6 separate regions of the Mus musculus genome follow, and all the other regions are linked to region 5. The links are chromatin contacts, called in public HiChIP or PLAC-seq and promoter capture Hi-C maps. All regions are on one chromosome and are shown on one strand. The core of a region is the stretch at or near the end of the contact, and the rest is flanking DNA. Distances in the headings are between cores, read along the strand shown. Region 1 holds the start of Ubap2l (ubiquitin-associated protein 2-like). Region 2 holds the start of Arhgef11 (Rho guanine nucleotide exchange factor (GEF) 11). Region 3 holds the start of Rps27 (ribosomal protein S27). Region 4 holds the start of Hdgf (heparin binding growth factor). Region 5 holds the start of Dap3 (death associated protein 3). Region 6 holds the start of Hax1 (HCLS1 associated X-1).

What was found. Promoter capture Hi-C pulls out the DNA fragments that hold promoters and counts their contacts. HiChIP or PLAC-seq counts read pairs in DNA pulled down with a chosen protein or histone mark. Capture Hi-C pulls out chosen DNA fragments and counts their contacts.
Region 1: a contact with region 5 is called in a promoter capture Hi-C map of liver, with 2.8 times the contacts expected there. The contact joins the promoter of Ubap2l here to the promoter of Dap3 in region 5. A contact is called at or near these places in 5 of 39 promoter capture datasets (the C10 cell line, cranial neural crest, frontonasal cranial neural crest and 2 more), 3 of 484 Hi-C or Micro-C datasets (B cells, CD4 T cells and embryonic stem cells), 3 of 115 datasets of contacts at active chromatin or transcription factors (astrocytes, pro-B cells and regulatory T cell precursor) and 3 of 9 other capture datasets (adipose tissue, liver and macrophages).
Region 2: a FOXA1 HiChIP or PLAC-seq map of pancreatic cancer cells shows a contact between it and region 5. The contact joins the promoter of Arhgef11 here to the promoter of Dap3 in region 5. A contact is called at or near these places in 1 of 39 promoter capture datasets (liver) and 1 of 115 datasets of contacts at active chromatin or transcription factors (pancreatic cancer cells).
Region 3: a promoter capture Hi-C map of pre-B cells shows a contact between it and region 5, with 2.3 times the contacts expected there. The contact joins the promoter of Rps27 here to the promoter of Dap3 in region 5. A contact is called at or near these places in 2 of 39 promoter capture datasets (erythroid cells and pre-B cells).
Region 4: a contact with region 5 is called in a promoter capture Hi-C map of pre-B cells, with 3 times the contacts expected there. The contact joins the promoter of Hdgf here to the promoter of Dap3 in region 5. A contact is called at or near these places in 2 of 39 promoter capture datasets (erythroid cells and pre-B cells).
Region 6: a contact with region 5 is called in a promoter capture Hi-C map of liver, with 3 times the contacts expected there. The contact joins the promoter of Hax1 here to the promoter of Dap3 in region 5. A contact is called at or near these places in 7 of 39 promoter capture datasets (the C10 cell line, cranial neural crest, hippocampal neurons and 3 more), 1 of 484 Hi-C or Micro-C datasets (B cells), 4 of 115 datasets of contacts at active chromatin or transcription factors (astrocytes, pro-B cells, regulatory T cell precursor and 1 more) and 1 of 9 other capture datasets (liver).

The regions. Positions count from the first base shown.
Region 1 is chr3:90,050,502-90,053,820 of GRCm38.p6, forward strand. It overlaps Ubap2l (ubiquitin-associated protein 2-like), which reads right to left and starts at 2,014. Exons shown (of 28, transcript NM_001165984.1): 1 at 1,954-2,014. 4933434E20Rik (RIKEN cDNA 4933434E20 gene) reads left to right here and starts at 2,301. Exons shown (of 7, transcript NM_025762.3): 1 at 2,301-2,618; 2 at 3,007-3,108. The coding sequence starts at 2,553.
Region 2 is chr3:87,616,062-87,618,983 of GRCm38.p6, forward strand. It overlaps Arhgef11 (Rho guanine nucleotide exchange factor (GEF) 11), which reads left to right and starts at 1,498. Exons shown (of 40, transcript NM_001003912.2): 1 at 1,498-2,731. The coding sequence starts at 2,700.
Region 3 is chr3:90,212,132-90,215,336 of GRCm38.p6, forward strand. Rps27 (ribosomal protein S27) reads right to left here and starts at 1,517. Exons shown (of 4, transcript NM_027015.4): 1 at 1,479-1,517; 2 at 1,062-1,170; 3 at 803-913; 4 at 536-622. The coding sequence starts at 1,484. The coding sequence ends at 594. It overlaps Nup210l (nucleoporin 210-like), which reads left to right. Exons shown (of 40, transcript NM_029937.2): 40 at 1-20. It also overlaps a transcript of Rab13 not described here.
Region 4 is chr3:87,904,883-87,907,780 of GRCm38.p6, forward strand. Hdgf (heparin binding growth factor) reads left to right here and starts at 1,439. Exons shown (of 6, transcript NM_008231.4): 1 at 1,439-1,832. The coding sequence starts at 1,746.
Region 5 is chr3:88,948,846-88,952,026 of GRCm38.p6, forward strand. It overlaps Dap3 (death associated protein 3), which reads right to left and starts at 1,437. Exons shown (of 13, transcript NM_022994.3): 1 at 1,023-1,437. The coding sequence starts at 1,025. It also overlaps a transcript of Ash1l not described here.
Region 6 is chr3:89,997,304-90,000,241 of GRCm38.p6, forward strand. Hax1 (HCLS1 associated X-1) reads right to left here and starts at 1,413. Exons shown (of 7, transcript NM_011826.4): 1 at 1,225-1,413; 2 at 435-700; 3 at 84-271. The coding sequence starts at 1,277. Gm19710 (predicted gene, 19710) reads left to right here and starts at 1,457. Exons shown (of 4, transcript NR_045749.1): 1 at 1,457-1,618; 2 at 1,842-1,994; 3 at 2,869-2,938. It also overlaps a transcript of Ubap2l not described here.

The DNA of each region.
Region 1 (3,319 bases), core at 764-3,263, 1.1 Mb after region 5:
GTAACAATGAGCAACAGGTCAAAAGTAAATAATCTGGGCAAACCACTTAAGGGCACAGAATTAGTACATTTTAGTAGCAAACAAAGATGAATACCTAGAGTTATACAGTGAAAGTGAGTGGCCTTGTTTTGTGAACTCATAGAAAACCTAAGTACTTAAGGGAAGTGGGATGAGAAAGAAGTATTGGAAACCAAGGGAACACTACAGAACAAGTACAGGTTTCAACAAAGAAGTGCCCTTGACTACATTTTGAAAGCCAGCTACTTAAAAAAATAGCCAGAGAAATTTTACTGAAAAAAATAAACAATAAGTATTTATTGAGAATCTACTACTTGTCCAATCCTTCAGGAAATACAAAAGCAGTGTGACTTAGTTGCTGCTCTCAGGGAGCTTACAATCTAATGTGAGAAACAATTCAGACATTCTGAAGTTGGACTGGGATGGGTAAGGCTTACCACTTCTAACAGAGAAACTAATTTTCCTAGACCTGTGTCCCATTCCCCAACCACCTTCAATCTAATAGGAGTCTTCCCAGTTAGAAACACTGGGGAAAGCCAGTACATTTAGCCCTTCCTCACTATTTTACATGACAGCAGTATCTCCCATTCACAACAGAAACAATCACTGGGATGATCTATAATTAAAGACAGTGGTATAGGACCCACAACACAGTCTTATCAACAGATACACATCCAAATATTTTAATCTCTAATGCTGGTTGTCAAACTGACTCATACCCCCCTCCCAGCAAGACACAGCAGATATCCCCAACGCAGAATATGGGAGGTGGAGACAAAAAATAATCTCTCCATTTAGTAGTCAGTGAGTCAAAGGCAAAAACAAATTTAACAAAATCGCCTTTAACTGTTTTTTCTTTCCACAACAACCTACACCAGAGGTTGCTAAATTTTAAGAATCGTGGAAAACAGTCTCTTGTTTGTGACATCACTTTGCAAAACAATTTAGGGGCTGTCCACCAGGTGAAGGGTCTCAAGAAATTTGGAATTCCATTCCCATTATGAGAAAAATGAACAAATGCCCAGTCTAGTGACATCCCTTAGGCGCAACACAATCCACGGGGGCCTCCATGTCCAGCTTCCCAAATAAGATAACTGCTTGGGTAGCCAAAACTACAGTATAGACAACAGGAAGTCAAAGACTGCAGCGAAAATATATTCCACGACCAGGGTCGGTAAGAAAGAAGGCAGGGTAATAAGAGGAGCTGACAAAGAGGCTGGAAATGAACAGAGAGGACAGAAGCCCACGCGCGGAGGATGGGAGACTCACCCCCCTCCGCGCCACATCTAGAGCCCATGGGGCCATTCGCTTCTCTACCTCCCACCCGGAACAAATTAATCCTCCGCACTCCAAACCGAGGGCCACATGGGGGAGTTTGGGGCAGCTCCACCCCATCGCCACCCCCCCTCCGCCCCCAAAACCAGGCCGGATCCGGATCAGAGGCCCAGAGAGGACTGGGGAGGGAGGAGGCCTTCTCCACAAGACACTGACCCTCCTAAACAACCCTACCTCAGGCTGGGCCCAGGCCTCGCTCGCCCGCGCTCTTTCTCGCTCTCCCCCTTCAGGCTCTAGCCACATGCCCCCCCCCTCCGGCTGCCCCAAGCCCCGCCCCGGCCACGCTCCCAAATCGAGGCCCCGGCTCTGGCGCGGCCCAGTAGGCCGCGAACCCAACTATAAACAAAACCCCCGGCGGCCAATTCGAGGTGGGGAGGTTGGACGCCCGGGTTCCCAAGACCAGAAGGGAGGGTGTACAGTGGGGAGACACACGGCGTGGGGGGGGCCTACCGCGGGACAGGAATACGGAGGGGACAGAGGAAAAGAAGGGAGGGTAAAAAGGGGATCGCGGATTTAAAGGGGCCGCGGACAATACCCGGCCCCGCCGCGTTGCCGCTGCCGCCGCCGCCGCCGCCAACGCCGCTGCGCTCCCAACTTTACCTCAGTCTCCTCCACACTGACACCCCGGGCCGCGCCGCCCCTGTCACGTGATATAAGATTCCCTCCTCCCCACCCCCTCCCTCCTTTTCCCTCTCGCGCTCGCTCTCGCGCCTTCCCCCTCCCACTTGCCTTCCTGCGTCCCTCAGCACGTGACGCGAAAGGGCCGCGCACGTCAGCGTGCGCGCGCCTCCCCGCCACGAAACACTGCTCTTGAGTTCCGCGCGCCCGCCCCGCCCCCGCCCCGCCCCGCACGGATCCGCCTCCATCACGTGACTCCAGTAAGGTCTCGGCTTCCTCTTACTGGCGTAGTTCCGCGTCTCCGCACTCCCAGGTACCTTTGCGGACATAAGTCACGTGGCGGAGGGGGTGGGGGTGGGGAAATGGGACGGGAAGGTCCGATGCTTAACTAGCGCCCCCATCCACCATGTTTTCTGACGGACTCTAGCCTGGTTTTTTTTTTTTTTTTTTTTTTAATCGAAAACCATATGGAAATGTTCGGAGAGCTCCAGGGAACCTAGGTTCCCTGGCTTCGGCAGAGCCTGGGCTAACGCGCGAGCGCGGCGGGACTGTCCTAGCAGGTGTTCCCGGAGAGAGAGGCGATGGCGTCTAGTAGTAACTGGCTTTCTGGAGTGAATGTCGTGCTGGTGATGGCGTACGGGAGCCTGGTGAGATCCCCATTCTCTTCCTCTTGTGGCATTTGTCTGAGTCCCGACCCTCTGAGCCGGACTCCTGAAAAGAAGGCTCCTGAGCCGTTCTGTCTTTGTTCTTCAGCCACTTAACTTGTTTTGTTTCTGGACTTCCGAATTGTATCCGTAGACAGTCTGAGATCTTTAAGTCAAAGCTGCCTGGCTCTAAGTAAGAACCCTCCCTCTTAAATTCTAGAGCCCAGATTAACATGCCTCTCCGTTACTAGCCCCTGACCCACCTCCGTCCTTAGCGACCCGGCTTCGCCCCAAAGCATCCAGCTCTGAAGGCCTAAACCCAGGGATTTTGAAAGTGAACATTTTAAAAAATTATTGCTATTACTAAAATGGCTCTAATCTCTTTGGGCAGGTATTCGTACTGCTGTTTATTTTTGTGAAGAGACAAATCATGCGCTTTGCAATGAAATCTAGAAGGGGACCTCATGTTCCTGTAGGACACAATGCCCCCAAGGTAGGTCACTAGAATGCAAGGTAAACCTGTTCTTTGGCACAAGGAGATTTTTCTCGGACTTTAAAAGAAGACTTTTATTCATATGCTTCCTTTCATTCCACAGTCTAAGCAATAACTTCCTGCTCACTGCTGCTCCACAACATGTACCTTAAGATTTAAACCAATTCAGCTGTAAAATGTCTCATCTTCAACTAAAATTACTAAATATTTC
Region 2 (2,922 bases), core at 248-2,747, 1.3 Mb before region 5:
TGCTTAGCTGGTCTTAAAGTTGGATTGTCTGAGGATGATTCTAAATCGTTCTTATTGATTACATATGCTTGGGGAGGGAGGGGTCTAGTGAATCTAGTCAGTTTCAGGAACCTTCTGAAGCTGTTTTGAGTTTGTACTTCCTGTCTGAAGGAGCTTCTCCACGGGATAGCATGTTTTACCTCTCCTTCGAACATTTTGCCTAAAAAATATGTTTCGCTTCCCTTTTCATATCCTATGTCTTATAGGATTTCTCTCCAAGAGAGAAGGTTCTGAGTGGAAACTGCTACCCAGCAACCCCCTAGAACACACATAAAGAGGCTGAGTTTGGGTGGCTGTGAACTTGCTCTCACAATGCTGAGAAGGGTAAGAGGGTGGCACTTACTCACCAGCCATTCTTGGCCTACTCAGCAAGCTGGGGCTGTGGAGAGAGACCAGGCTCCAGAGAAGGGGTGAGGTTGTTTGGCATTTGAGGAAGAATGCCACCCACACTTGTCCTCTGGGCTCCACAAGCACACCTGTGGAAGAGCGCAGCAATTGTTAAGGTTCAGATGGCAAGCACTCAGAAATTTCAAGAAGTTGTTTCAAGAGTCACAGTGCTGCTCCCCACGGTTATAGAAACAATATCAACTCCAATAGCTCTAGTGGTAGAGGTCAGTAGTCCACCGTCCTCATCCATGCGGAGATGGGTTTTTGCTGGTGCCTCTGCCTTTAGGGGTTTGTACTCCTAGAAGTAACCCCAATAAATCCACTGGCTGTTGAGAACAGGCTTCAGTAAAACTGTTGGTGCACTATCTAATGTTAACAGATGTCTGGTCTCACCAGGAAGTCACATATTACACACACACACACACAAAATAACAAAGTGTATTCATCAACCTGTACTGGAAAAGTCTCCTTTTTACTTCAATCTTTACTTCTGACTTCCGACAGTTACTTGAAGAGATTTAGAAACCGTGATTTCACGAAGGGGGTGTGTGTCATCGAAATAACATTGCCCTGCAAAGGCTTTTGCATTGAAATTAAAAGGCAGAGCCATACAAGATACCCAAGCTAAATCGAGTACAGCCGCGAGGGGAGAGACGGTGGGTGCTCAGAGGGGCGAGGGCACAGCTAAGAGGGTTCCTGGTAACTTGGAAAGGAGCGCGACAAATGAGTGAAAACGGGCAGAGGAGGACGGGACCGCAGCGAGAGCGCAGACAGAGGCGCGGCCAGCGGACACTGCGGAAACAAAGGTCGAGTCTCTGGGACAGCAGCACCGGGAGCAGCTAGGCCGCAGCGCGCGGACCGGGGGCGCGCGGGGCTGTGAAAGGGCGGGCGGCGCCAAGGAGGAGCCAGCGGCCGGCCCGGGCGAGCGGAGTCCGCCGTGGCGGGGCTGTGGCGAGGCGGGGCGAGGCGGGGCGGTGGCGGGGCGGGGCGGAGCGGGGGTGGGGCGGAGCCGGCCGGCGGCAGCGGGCTTGGCCTTAGCGAGCGAGCGCGCGCGGGGGCGGGGCCGGAAGCGCAGCGGCCGCGACGCGGACGCCGGGAGCGGCCGAGCGGGGAGGCTGTGGCTGGCGGGCGGGTGGGCACGGAGGCCGAGGCCGCGGCCCGGGCTCTCCGCGCCGCTGTGGAGGGCGCCCTGGCCCTAACCGAGCCGCAACAATACTAGGAGCGGGTCGCCGGACACGATCGGCGGGCGAGGGGGAAGCGGGACTACCGCTCCAGAGCGCTGCGGCGAGAGAGACTTTCGGAGCCTGGACGTGCTGGAGCACACAGAGCTGACTGAGGAAATTGTCTGAGAAAAAGGCCGATCTGAGGCTGGGTTAGGTGGAGGAACCTGCAAGTCGAAAGGGAAAAGAAGGTTTAAGATTTCCTGGGGGTTTGGCCAATGCTACCGTTTTGAAGGTAGAAAGCATTGCGCTTCAGGTGTTTTGTGATTGTTGTGTGTGTGTCTGCACAATTGGTTCATTTCAGAATTCAAAAACCTTTACTGTAGAAGAAGATGGTTGTTTTGTTTTGATTTTTAAAAGAAATCCGCAAATTTTGCTTCCCAGGGCTGCACTGGACCGTGTTGTGTACATACTGCTGTGTGGTTTTATTTATTTTAACTGTGCAAATCGTCTGGAAGATTTTTCTCCCAAGTGCCATTTCGGATTTGTTCAGCCTTTTTGTTTTGTTTTGTTTTGTTTTTGTTTTTCCTTCCCTGGAATAATTCTGCTGTTGGCATTTTAAGCATTTGGAAACCAGAGATTTTTTTTTTCAACCTTTGGAGCTTAAGGCTTCCCTGTCAACAGAAGGACAGCTGGGGAAACTGGATTGAAAGGATGGCTTTTATCTGTCTGCAACTAAGACTGATATTTTGAAGTCAGATTCTTTCTGTGGTTCAGTTTTTAGCCCGTAGGGCTAACCTTGAAGAGATTTGTGGTTAACAGTTTGGTTTCTAAGAAGGTCATAGTTTTTCCTCTCTTTTTTTCTTTTCATTTTCTTTTTTAAGACGAGGGAGGGGAAGGTTAAGGGTGAAGGAAGGAGGAGACCATGTTAACCGATAGAAGCAGAATAGCACTGCAGTTACCAGGGTCCTGACAGCTGGAAGAAACAAGGATTCAGTCTTCAACTTGGGAGGCCTTCCTCTCACCTTCCTTCAAAATTGCAAGGGACTCAGGCCTGATCAAGACGCCCAAAGAAACTACAGGATTCCAGAACTGTGGAGACACGGAGAAACCATGAGCATACGGTTGCCCCATAGTATAGACAGGTATGTTTAAATAATTGAGGATTTTTTTTTTCCAACACTTATTAAAATGACTGGGGGGGAAGTGTTGTGTTTGCCTGGCTGGGCTGTGGGATAGATAGGCTGTGGTCTATGAGGACTGTCAGTGTGTCAGTATATATGTTTCTGTACCCTCGGTGTGTGTTCATGTTCAAAATGTACCCCATAGTTGTGTG
Region 3 (3,205 bases), core at 267-2,766, 1.3 Mb after region 5:
AAAAGCTCCTAGGTGGTTAAGTCACGTGTGTAAAGATTACATTTCTGAGGCTGGATTCCCGAAGCCCTCGGTGTCTGTCTGTTCCTAGCACCACAAAAACCGCAACAGCAGTACACACCTACAATGCCATCACTTGACAGGTATCCTGTCACATACACTTGAAGCTACCTAAGGCCATCTCAACAACACACAGAAAAACAGTAACCCTCTGCTTCTCAGGCACTGGGATTAAAGCAGCCTGGGTACCATTATCCCTAAATAAAGACAGTCCCCACTGTCACACACCTTTGTATGACACAATGTTTCCAATAACCATTGCTAAAAGTTACTACCAAAAAGACATAGAAGAGTAAGCCCAATTATACACTATCACCAGTTTTAAACCATGGTCTAAGATTTATACAGTGAATCTAGATAAAAATGCCCCCAATGGACTCTAGGTGTTTGGCCACTTACTTGACCCCAAAGGGACCACTCTTCTGTTTGCCCTGGGATATGTGAGGCACCACTTGCTACCAGTTAAACAAGACAAACATTATATATCCAAAACGTGTTTATTGGGAAGGTTCCCACTCATCTTCAATCAGGGGCTTTCAGTGCTGCTTCCTCCTGAAGGAGCATCCTGGAAGAAAAAGATGCAAACGTTACTTCTGCCTGCCACTGACCCTGCCTCATCTGCAGAGTGCTAAACCTTCCTAACAGGAGTGCAGCTGGCTTTACCAGCCGGAAGCCTTGCATTCTACTCAGCCTTTCACCTTAGGACCCCAAAGCCAAACAAAACCCCAACACTGAGACCACTCACCTTCTGTCAGCCTTGCTTTTCCACCTGTAGGCTGACAGAGGACAGTGGAGCAGCCAACACACAAGACTACCGTTTGTGCATGGCTAAAGACCGTGGTGATTTTATAGCATCCTGGGAAGAAAAAAAAAGAGAAGAAAAATGTTAACTTCTTTTATTCCTCTCCAAGTTACCACTTCTGAACTCGTAATAAAATCAAAAATTAAGTTACAACCATTAGTACAGTTTAGTTTTCCCGCACAGCTGAAAACCACTTCCTTACCTGGGCATTTCACGTCCATAAAGTAGGAATTGGGGCTCTGCACCAGGCGCTTTTTCTTGTGTTTCCTCTTCTCCTCTTCTGGAGAGGGATGAAGGAGATCCTTTGCGAGCTAAAAGGGGCAGAAATGCAAAGACTTAGAAGGTAATGGAGGAAAGAGATGATGGGAAAGAGCCCCCACTGGCACACACCGAGGAGAACTCGCCCCTCGCCGCCCCTGGTGTCTGCGTAGCTGGGCCGCCATCTTATCTCCTCTCCGCTCCCGTCTACGCGGCTGACCCGTGGGCCGCCGCGGCTCTGGTTACTGTCCTAAGAGACGCAGAGCGCACATGTGGACCCTGTAGGACCCGCAATTAGCGCAAGAGGACCGTGCGGACCCAAGAGCGAGTTCTCTGTCGAAACCTGGACCAAGGAACTCACAGGCATGTTCTCGTAGGGAGGTCGTCACCGCCGGAAAGGAGCGAAAGCGGAAATCCTGTTCCTTATATCTGATATGGGACAGGAAGTGACGAGCCGTGTTGCTTCGCCATCTTCGGAAGGTCTTCTACTCTGTTCGAATGCAACGGAATGCCCGTTGACTGCCATTTGTAGAAGGTCCGTAAAGGCTCCTCGCGTCGCGGGCGCGTAGCCATGGTGAGAGAGTTAGCTTCTATTTTGAGTTCAGAATTTAGCTGCTGTGGCGAGAAAAATGGATACTTTTTTCTCACGTAGTTTCCGACTACGCTTTGACAGCTGGAGTGTGATGGGAACATCACAGGTGAACACCAGCGAGAAGCTTTTATCCATGACATTTTTAGTTATTGATAGTCTTTACCATTTTCCAGTTGGTTTGATTTACGCTGATTAATAATTCTAGACGTAAATAGGTTTTTTTTTTTAAAAAATGAGATACCTGCTTGAAGCTGGGGGTGTACTACGCTGGTAGGTAGAGTGCGTGCTAAGAATGTGCAAAGCGTAAACTGGGCAGGGCGCAGTGGTGCTGTCAGTGGCTCAAGGCTGGAATCTCAGAACTTCAGAGGATGAAGCGGGAGGACGAGGAGTTCAAAATCATTCTAGGCACTGGGCTTCCTAGCAAGTTTGAGGTCTGAGTGGACTACAGGAGACCCTGTCTGAAAAAACAACAAAATCAAATCCTGTTCATATTTGCTCCACTGCAGCTAACCCTATTGTTTACCTTTATTGTTTTGTTGTTGCTGCTGTTTTCCAGTGCTAAAGATAGAGCCCGACTTTGTATTCTTACAATTCTTTACCTTTGAGGAATAAAATCAAATATCCTTACACCACTTGACACGTGCATTGCTTTTAAAGTGCTAATTAAAGGCCAGACGAGGTTGGTCACACCTTTATCACTGCATTCTGGCAAAGCATGGAAGAGACTGAGTTCTGGCCAGCCTGATCTAGCAAGTTGTAGGACAGCCAGAACTACAAGAGATGTCTCTAAAAACCAAATCAAAACAAAAAGTATGTTATTTAACTATGGAGCTGCTGTAACCATTACCACATTGTACAAATTTGTGTGTTTGCTGCTCAACACAGAGGCAGGTGGATCTCTGAATTCAAGTGTCTATAAATAAAATAATAAATAAATAGTCCATGCTTAAATGAATGCATGTTGATTTTGGATTTTGGCAATATACATGGCAGAGATATCTTGGGAAATAGATTCTAGGTTTAAAAATGAAATTCATGGCCAGGTGTGGTGGTGCACGCCTTTAATCCCAGCACCTGGGAGGCAGAGGCAGGCGGATTTCTGAGTTCAAGACCAGCCTGGTCTACAAAGCGAGTTCCGGGACAGCCAGGGCTACACAGAGAAACCCTGTCTCAAAAAAAAAAAAAAAAAAAAAAAAAGAAAGAAAGAAATTCATTCCTTTTCCTAGACTGAAAATAATTTCTTATAATACTTGTACATCTGCAATTTATCATGTGAGCAGAAGTATGAAAATGCAGGGGATGAGGGGGGAGGCAGGGACAGGGTTTCTCTGTGTAGCCTTGGCTGTCCTGGAGCTCACTCTGTAGACCAGTCTGGCCTTGAAATCAGAGATCCGCCTGCCTCTGCCTCCCGAGTGCTGACTCTAGTATGCCTGTACCACCAAGCTTTTTTGTTTGTTTTGAAGAAAGGGTCTTGGCCTCTGGCAGTAGTGGTGCAC
Region 4 (2,898 bases), core at 189-2,688, 1.0 Mb before region 5:
TCCCTGAACCCATGTGAATGGGCTCACAATGACCTGCGACTCCAGCCTCAGGGGATCTGACACTCTCTTCTGCACACCACACATGTAGCATGCATTCACAAACACAAATAAAAACTTCAAATCTGAGCTGGTGAGATGGCTCAGTGGTTAAGAGTGCCTACTGCTCTTCCAATGGTCCTGAGTTCAAATCCCAGCTGTTTGTGGACCATTTGAACTCATACATGGTGGCTCACAACCATCCCTAATGAAATCTGAGGCCCTCTTCTGGAGTGTCTGAAGACAGCTACAGTGTCTTACAAATAATAAATGAATAAATAAATATTAAAAAAAACCTTCAAATCTGCTGGGCAGTGGTGGTGCACCCGTTTAAGAGGGAGAGGCAAGTGGATCTCTGAGTTTGAGGCCAGCCTGGTCTACATGAGTTTCAGGACAGCCAGGGCTACACAGAGAAACCCTGCCTTGAAAAACCAAAAACAAACAAACAAAAACCAGAAACCTTCAAATCTCTTTAAAAAGAGAGTATGCAGGCCAGCCAGCCAGGGCTACATACTAAGACTGTCTCCCCCGGCAGTGGTGGCACACTTCTGTAATCCCAGCACTTGGGAGGCAGAGGCAGGCGGATTTCTGAGTTTGAGGTCAGTCAGAGTGAGTTCCAGGACAGCCAGGACTGCACAGAGAAACCCTGTCTTGAAAAATAAAAAAAAATAAAAAAAAAAGACTGTCTCAATAAAAATAAGATATAAAACAATTAGATATAAACAACAAAAAACCCATTGCACAGAGATGTAATTACAACAAAATCTTGTTTGGTTTGAGATCTGAGATCAAGTTTTGCGCACATCATTCCTTAGAATATAACCCAGGCCAAATACAGTCTTCAAATTAATACTATATATCTCCAAACTAGATTTAGTGGTATCCAACTGTCTTTATCGTTTAGGACCTCCTTATTCTAGTGAGGGTAATTGGTGATAGTCCAGATACAGCTGTTAATTTAGAGTAGACTGAAATGGTAGGACTCGAACTCTTATACCGCCACCAACAGAAGCACGTGGAGTGTGTGGGGTACACCTCTTGCCTTGGCGGTCTAACTAGTTAGAAGTCAGAGGCGCAGAGCAAATACGTGGGTTGGGACATGGCACGTGGTAGGGGGGACAGAGCGCAAGGCAGGCCACAGTAGGCCCCGCCTGGCCAGGGCATTCAGAGGAGCCCGGGGAGGGGCACGTGCAGCCTGTCCAGCGGGCGCCAGCTCCTTTTGGGCTGGCACCCACCACCCGCCCGCACACAAAGCCCGCTCGGCGCGCTCGGCACTCGGCTCTTCAAGCCTGTGCCTCTGAGCCCCGCCTGGCGGCCTCCAGGTTGGGTGTGAGGCCGGGGCAGGCTGTAGGCGTCGATTGGCTGCGCGCATCGAACCGCCGCGGGCGGGAGCGCGAGGGGAGGAGTGGGCCGCGGGGGGTGGAGGAAGCGGCCTCGCTCGCGCCGAGGAGGGAGCAATTGAATTTCAAACACAAACAACCACACGAGCTAGCGCTCCCGGAGCCGTGTGTTGCCCACCGCGCCCGGCCCTGTCCGAGCGGCGCGCGGGCGCAGACGCCGTGGCTGCCCCGGAGCTCGCGTCGGGGGCCGGCATCGAGGCGGGGGCCGCGCGAGGGCCGGAGCGCAGCGGCGCCGCAACCGCCGCACGCGCAAACTTGGGCTCGCGCTTCCCGGCTCGGCGCGGAGCCCGGGGCGCCCGCGGCCCCGCCATGTCGCGATCCAACCGGCAGAAAGAGTACAAGTGCGGAGACCTGGTGTTTGCGAAGATGAAAGGATACCCACACTGGCCGGCCCGGGTGAGTGGCGCGGCCGTCGCGGGCCCTGCTGCGGGTTGCATAACGCTCGGGAGGGCACGGCCGCCGAGCGCGGAGCGGGCGTAGGGGCAGGGGTGCCAGGCCTGTTCTGGCTGGCGGGAGCCCACCACCGCTTACATAACGGAGGCGATCGCGGCCGGCACCTGGCGGGCAGCGCCGCGTGCTCAGTTCGCCCTCACCCCTCCGTCACAGCGGCCGAGGCTTCGGGCTCACGGTGGCGGGGGGGGGGGGGGGAGCGGCCCGATGGTGTGTCGCTTCTTTCGCCGCGAATCCCAACCCCTTCTCGGAGCCCCGCTTGAGCCCTGAGTCTCCATTGATAGTTGCCTCCAGTTCAGGTTTCTCTGGCTGGACGAACGGGTGCGAGGGGTCTCAGTTCACAGAGGGTTAGGTGGATGTAGAGTTGGCGACTCACAAACTTTCTTGGAGCATTTTGGTAGGAACTCTGAAGTTGGGAGGGTCGTGAAATGTTTGGGGACGACTTACTTAAAAATGGTCTTGCCTGGCCTGGTGACTCTGCCATAACCGATTTAGCCCCCAGCTCTACAAGAACATCCCTCCATATGCCTCCAGCTCAGACTTGGAACTGGAGGCAGCAGGGCCCCCGTGTGCTTTGGGAAATCCAGTACAGACGACCTTAGCGCGGTGTGGGGGATTGTGGGACGCTGGAGTTTCCTCGGCTTCCCATTAGTGAGCGTCTCCAGTCAGGGAGGCCGGTGTCAGCCATGTGGTTGTTTGAACCCGCCAAGAGTAGGGCCTTCCCCATTCCAGCACCTGGCCAGGTGGGAGGGTGGGGCAGAAAGCCTGCTGTGTTTATCACCTTCCCTCCCAGGAAAAGGTGTGTGTGTGTGTGTGTGTGTGTGTGTGTGTTGGGGGGAGGGTTGCTTCTGGGAATTTTTCAAAACGATTGTAGAGGGGGCCCTTGATACCGAGTGAGGGCATGACTCAGCCCCTTAGGGTGTGGAACTTGTGTAAAAGAAATCCTCGGGCAGAAAGGCCTGGAGGGAGGGGTCTCAGGCAGGATTGCCTTGTGAATTTTACAGTATGGCTG
Region 5 (3,181 bases), core at 187-2,686:
TTAAATTTCCCCTGAATCACAAAGGTAAGAATTCACAGATAAGAAAGGAAACTTAAGGTGCCATTCCTCTAAAATTTTGCTTTGCTTTTTGTGGGAGACTAAAAATGAGTAGATCAAACGTTGGGGTTTTAACATCACATGCCCTGAATTCACTCATCCAATGTCAACACGGAAACAAATACTAGCAGCCAATGAATGCCATAGGTCTGGTTTAACTAGCAATTTAGATGAATAGAACACAAACTACCAATTACACCTACAAATCTTATCAACATCAACAGCACTGTAAATGATAACAATAATACTCCGCATTTTCCCCGTACCCAGGAGCTAATTCTGCTTTACATATATGATCTCATTATTTCATACTCCAACCCTGAAGGTATATTTTGGGGTTAGCTAATTTTTACTACCAGCATCTCATAAATAACTTGGAAAAATTTGAAGGCCTAAAAGATCAAATCCAGAAATAAAATCTCAGTGCATAGTTTCATCCCCTCACACACTCAACCTGCGGGTGGCGACCCGAGGAGAGGTCTAACAACCCTTCACAGGGATCCCATATCAGATATCCTGTATATCAGATGTTTACATTAAGATTCATAACAGCAAAATTACAGTTACGAAGTAGCAACAAAACTAATTTTATGGTAGGGAGTCACCATGTGGAACTGTACTAAAGGGTCGTAGCATTAGGAAGGCTGCGCGGACCACTGCTCTAACATCAGGCTGCCAGTTGCAAACCGAGTTCGCACAATCTTTGAGAAGTGCACAAGGATCACACAAGCATCACAGAGGATAGGTACCCTCTGGGACTTTAACAAGGTTAAACTACATTAACATATTAACAGCCGTTCTGTCCGTTCATCCTCCGGTCCCAGGTCCGCAGCCCCGGGTCTGAAGGATGCCCTCTTGGAGGATCACCGACACTGCTGCCCTCATTCCCTATCTCGGGGCAGTTCAAATACACGCTCCTTTCCCTCCTTCATCATTGCATCCCCTGTGTGGCTCAGTCCCCTTACCATGAGTCCAACACTAGGACTCCTGCTCCGGTGACCCGCACACACCGCCAGCGGCTGGATCCCAGGCACCCGTCCTGCAGTTGTGAAGCAAGCTCGGGTCGTGTGGCAGGAAGCTACCCAACGCGCAGTCGCCGCGGCTGCAACCACAGCCCAGCGGAGGGGCACCGCGCCACCCGCCCCGCGGCCGGAAGCGGGCAGCAAGCCTCGGCGTCGCGGTGGCCCGTCCCAGGAGGTCCGCGCCTAGGTACCTTCGCTCGCTCTTCAAAACATTCCGGTCACCGTGGCCAGCCTCGTCTGCGCGGGCGTGCCCGCTTCTCCCCGGCCCCAGCAGGGGCGCGCAATGGAACGTCCCGCGGGGGGGATTGTGGGAGGCGCACGTTCGAGGGGTGGGGGCGAAGGCGGCGGCAGCCGTGGCTGCCGTTGGTAGCCGTGGGGGCGGGGAAGAGAGGGAGGCGAGCCGAGGAGGAGAAGGAGGAGGAGGAGGAGGAGGAGGGAGGAGGCTCGGGCTCGCGCCAAGGAAGGTACGCGTGAGGGCCGAGAGGGAGTCGGGAGCGCGCGAGCCGGAGGCCCCAGAGCGAGCGCGTCGGTGCTGGCGGCGCGGGGCGGCCGGAGGCGGTGGTTGGAGGGCGCAGCTCGCGACCAGTCCGGACCCACTCGGAAGCGTGCGGGCGGGCGTGCGCGCTGCGCGGCCGGAGTCGGGTGAGGGAGGGAGGGAGGGAGGGAGGGAGGGCGGCGGGGAGAGCGCGCGGAGGGAGGAGTGGGAGGCGGGAGGGGGGGCACGCGGCGCCCTTCGCTGGCTCGCTCGCTCCCTCCCTCCCCAGAGCCGCCGCCGCCGCCGCCGCTGCCGCCGCCGCTGCCGCTCCCGCCGCCATTTTGGGTTCGCTTTGCGGAGGGGGGAGACGATCCCGGTCTCGGTTGCCGGACCCGCCTTCTCTCGGTTTCCCCTTTCCCGACCTACGCCTTTGGCTTCTCCTCTCTCGCGTTTCCGCCGGTCCGCTTACCCGCTGGCCGCCTCCTGACAAGCGGGAAGGGTTACAGTGTGGAGCCAGGGAAGCCGAGGCGCCAGGCTGCCACCCTCTCTCTCTCCACTTGCCTGCACTCGGCGCTCTCGGCCTCGCACGGTGAGTAGTGCGGTGTGAGCAGGCCTTTGAAGGCCCCAAGTAGTCTCTCCTTGGCTACCCGGGATCCGCTGTCACCCCCCCGGACCTGGACCTCCGGGAGAGCGGGGTGAGGATGGGGGAAGGGAGAGCAGGGATAGGGATCCTGAGCTTACCGGGAAGTCCCTCTAGGCGGGGTGACGGGGTGTCCCTGACCAGCGGGCTCTTGGTTTGGGGGAGGGGGACGGGAAAGTAAGCGAGTGGAGGCGGAGTCGCTTGTGCCCCTGACAGGTTAGTTTGTGTAGTAGGCCCGATTGGAGCATCCCCCAAGATCCAGTTTATGTCTGTTTAAGTAAGGGACAAAAGTAGCAAGGGAGATGATCTTCAGCGGGTAGTTTACCTGTACAAGATCTGTGGTGTTCTCGAAAGGCGGAAATATATGCAGACATGACATAGTGATCTGAGTGTTAATAAGTTTAATAAATGTCACTGGTTAGTTTCTACTTGGAAAGAAATGTTTTGGGTCTTGAAGACCAGATGGTCTGTTGGTTTATAGCTGCTCTGTTTATATGTGTATAATTCGAGGATGGAGAGTGTTCAGGAAGAGTTTGCCTGCATTTGGGGAAGTTCCCTTTGTAAGTTAGCTTATTTAAAAACAAATGCTGGGACATGTGTTCTCTAGGTCGATAAATGTGCATGTATTTTAGCATTAGTATGATTAGTATGATAATACAGAATGCATGCTAAGATCAGGAAGGGGAGAAACTTGACATAGTCTGTGCCTTTGAATAGAGTCAGTTGTGTAAATATGAAAGCCAGACCAACATCCTCAGAGTGATCGCTATTAGGCTGAGAATAAGGGGAGATGTTTTTGACCGTGTGGATTTATAGTAGTGCATAAAGTTTTTATATTCAGAGTACTCTTTCAGTTCGTAATCCTAAAACTGTAAAAATTATAGGAGAATAGGAAATCCCGGCATAAAGAGGTACTTTTCCAAGGTCATGTGTTAAATTAGTGGCAATGTTGAGATATTTTGATTACTAATTTAGTAATGTATTGTC
Region 6 (2,938 bases), core at 163-2,662, 1.0 Mb after region 5:
AACTAATTAAAGGGGCTAAAATTGCAACTCAACTCTAAGAGATCCCACCAAGGGCTTACAGTTCAGGTGCAGAGAGTACTCACCCTATGAAAAGGTCCCTGCGACCCCCAATCTGGAGCTGGTTTTGGGGATTCAGGTTTTGCATGACTCTCCAAGACCCCCTCAAAGATCCTGGGTTGGTGACTATCTGGGTACTTAAGCATTGAGTCTCGTAGTGTCTGCCCCTCCCGCAGTCTCTCACCAGGTGTTTCTGACTCAGGACCTGGAAGTTCTGTAGAAAGTTGGTAGGTGATTCTGGGATAGGAAAGGCCTTAAACATTTTAAGTCTTTTAAAAATCAATTTCTGTAGACTATCCCAACTACTCTGCAAGTTCTGTTATTCATCACTAACCCACTAGAAACCCATAGGGTCTCCCTCAGGGAAATTCACACACCAGGAGAGTGGGAAGGCAAGGTCCAGGCCCCCATCTCGCTGAAGATGCTATTAAAATCTCGTACTAGATCATCAAAGCCAAAGTTGCCGTGGAATCGCATCCCTCCCCTGGGGCTGAAGCTGAAACCGAATTCCTCTGGAGGCTGAGAACCATCAAACGCATAGCTCTCTCGACCCCACGCGCCTCTGTCTTCCTCCGCTTCGTCATCATCATCATCATCGTCGTCATCATCTCGAGTCATCCCTCCAAAAAAAGGATCTCTGTGGCTGAGAGTGAAGGCAAATAAGCCACGAAGACTTCAACACTGTCTAAGCCATAAAAATCAACACAAGGGCAGCAAACTGGGCCAAAGAGGGGTCTGGGCAGCTGAAAACACAGGAGATCTGGTTTCAGAACAACGTTGATGGATCTATTAGGGTTTTGTATTGTTTCTAAACAGAGCCTCTCCGCACCTCCCAACAGCTGCCAGACGACCCATGGTTTTTCTTCAGGGTCATCCAGCCTACTACTAATCGCCCAATTACTTGCTCATGGTCCTCTTCCCCAGACCCCCATTGTTTTCTCCGCCCAGGTCCCTGTTGCATCACCCAGGTCTGGAGAAAGCTGCCGTTTCTGTCCTCTTAACCACTGCTTTGATTACTGTGGCGGGGTGAGTACTCAAGAATGCGATCTTTGACCTCTCAGCAGGAGTTGAAGGGGGCGGGAAAGGAAGCTTTCCAAAAATATGATGAAGGGGTCAAGTGTCCACCAAAACACCCCTCCCGTATATCCAGCCCAGAACTATTCTCACCTCCGAGGTCCAGGAAAGCCGAAAAAGCCTCGGAAAAGATCAAAGACGCTCATTCCAGTAGGGGCACTAGAAACTTTGAAGCTCTGCAGCCCATGGGCAACACGAGACCACGACCAGCTTACGCTACCCTGTCGGATATAGCCAGGGCTCAGCGTTCGCTGCCGGAAAGCAACCCTACGGTGCGGCGTTGTCGTAAAAGTCGTAAGCCGGAGGAAGAGGCGGGGCTGACCGTGCTCCTCAGACACGAAGCTTCTATACGCTACCTTTCAGTTTTGAGTGAGGGTGGACGTGCGAAATTCCCAGTTCAAGATCACGTCCCTTCTAGGAGATTCTTTCTCCTGCTGATCTGCCAGGCCCCCGAGGGGGGTTTCCGTTTCTCTCTGGAGGGTCCCAGGTAGCCGCCAGAGGGAGTGGCCTGTTCAGAGGCCTGCTTCACCCCAGGATCAGAAAACACCCCCCACCTTGTGTTTTGTTTTAGACTGATGTCGGTGACGTCTAATACTAGGCTAGGCGAAGTTACCTAGTTCCTTAAACCGCGATTTCCCTACTGCTGAATAAAGATGCTAGGAATCTCTTCAGCTAGTAGGGAGTTTTTAAGCTTGTTTTTTTCGATACAGGGTTTCTGTGTGGTGTTCAGACTGTCCTGGAACTGATTGTAGACCAAAGGGGCTTACAAACCCGCCTGCCTAATGCCTCCCAGATGCTGGGATTTAAGGCGGTTACCACCACACGCTGCTTTTAAAAAACTAAACAGATGGCCAACTAACAAGGTAAGATTTGTAGACTAGGCAGGAACGAGAAGCTACTTGTGTCTTGGGAAAACCATGCCGTAATGAAATTTGATGGTGTTTTAATCCACTCGGGAGGTATAAGGCCAGCCTGCTCCTCACTGAGTTTCAGGCAAGTCGGCTACAGAGTGAGACTCTGACTCAAAATAAACAGACCTCCCTCACCTCCTCAGCACAGAGGATATTTGCAGTTTTGGAAGGCTGAAACAGGATCTCGAGTCCCTGGCAATATGGCTCTTACAAAGAAAAATGAAACTTCTCTTTCACGTAATTGAAGTCCAAAAACCTTTTACTGCACCATGCCCCCACCCCAGGTCTTGCTCTAAGATCATCCATTCTTTTCCCAAAATGTAGGCATTTCAAAGCCACATAAAATAGGCAAGGCAGGGTGTAGTGCTGACAACCTTTAACCTTAGCACTCAAGAGGTAGAAGCAGGCAGATCTCTGAATGTGAGACCAACCTGGTCTCCACACCAAGCTCCAGGCCAGTCAGGGTTACATAGTGAGACTGTCTCAAAAACATAACTCAGAGAACAAGAACTACTATACTCCTCCAAAGAGAAAAAGACCCCAAGATTGAGTTCTGCCGGCCAGCAGCTAATGCTGGCTTGAGACTTCAGAATCCTTTAAAACCATGCTTAGATTCCCACAAGGTCCTTTGCCTTCTAAATGTCCTTAGCTCCTTCCCCTTTCACTTCCTGAAACGTGCTGTAGATGAGGCAGTTTCTAGAAGAAATGAAGATTTGCAGTAGTTCTTTCCAGTCACAGAATGTATAAGGAAATCCCCTTAAGGGCAAAATATTAGCACATTAAGGTGAGAGATCTTAAAGGGCAAAGATTTCACTTTATTCCACAGCCTTCGAGCCTGCTAGAAGAGGCCCCAGTTGGTACGGTAATACTTATTCACCAAGCTGGTCATCGACGAG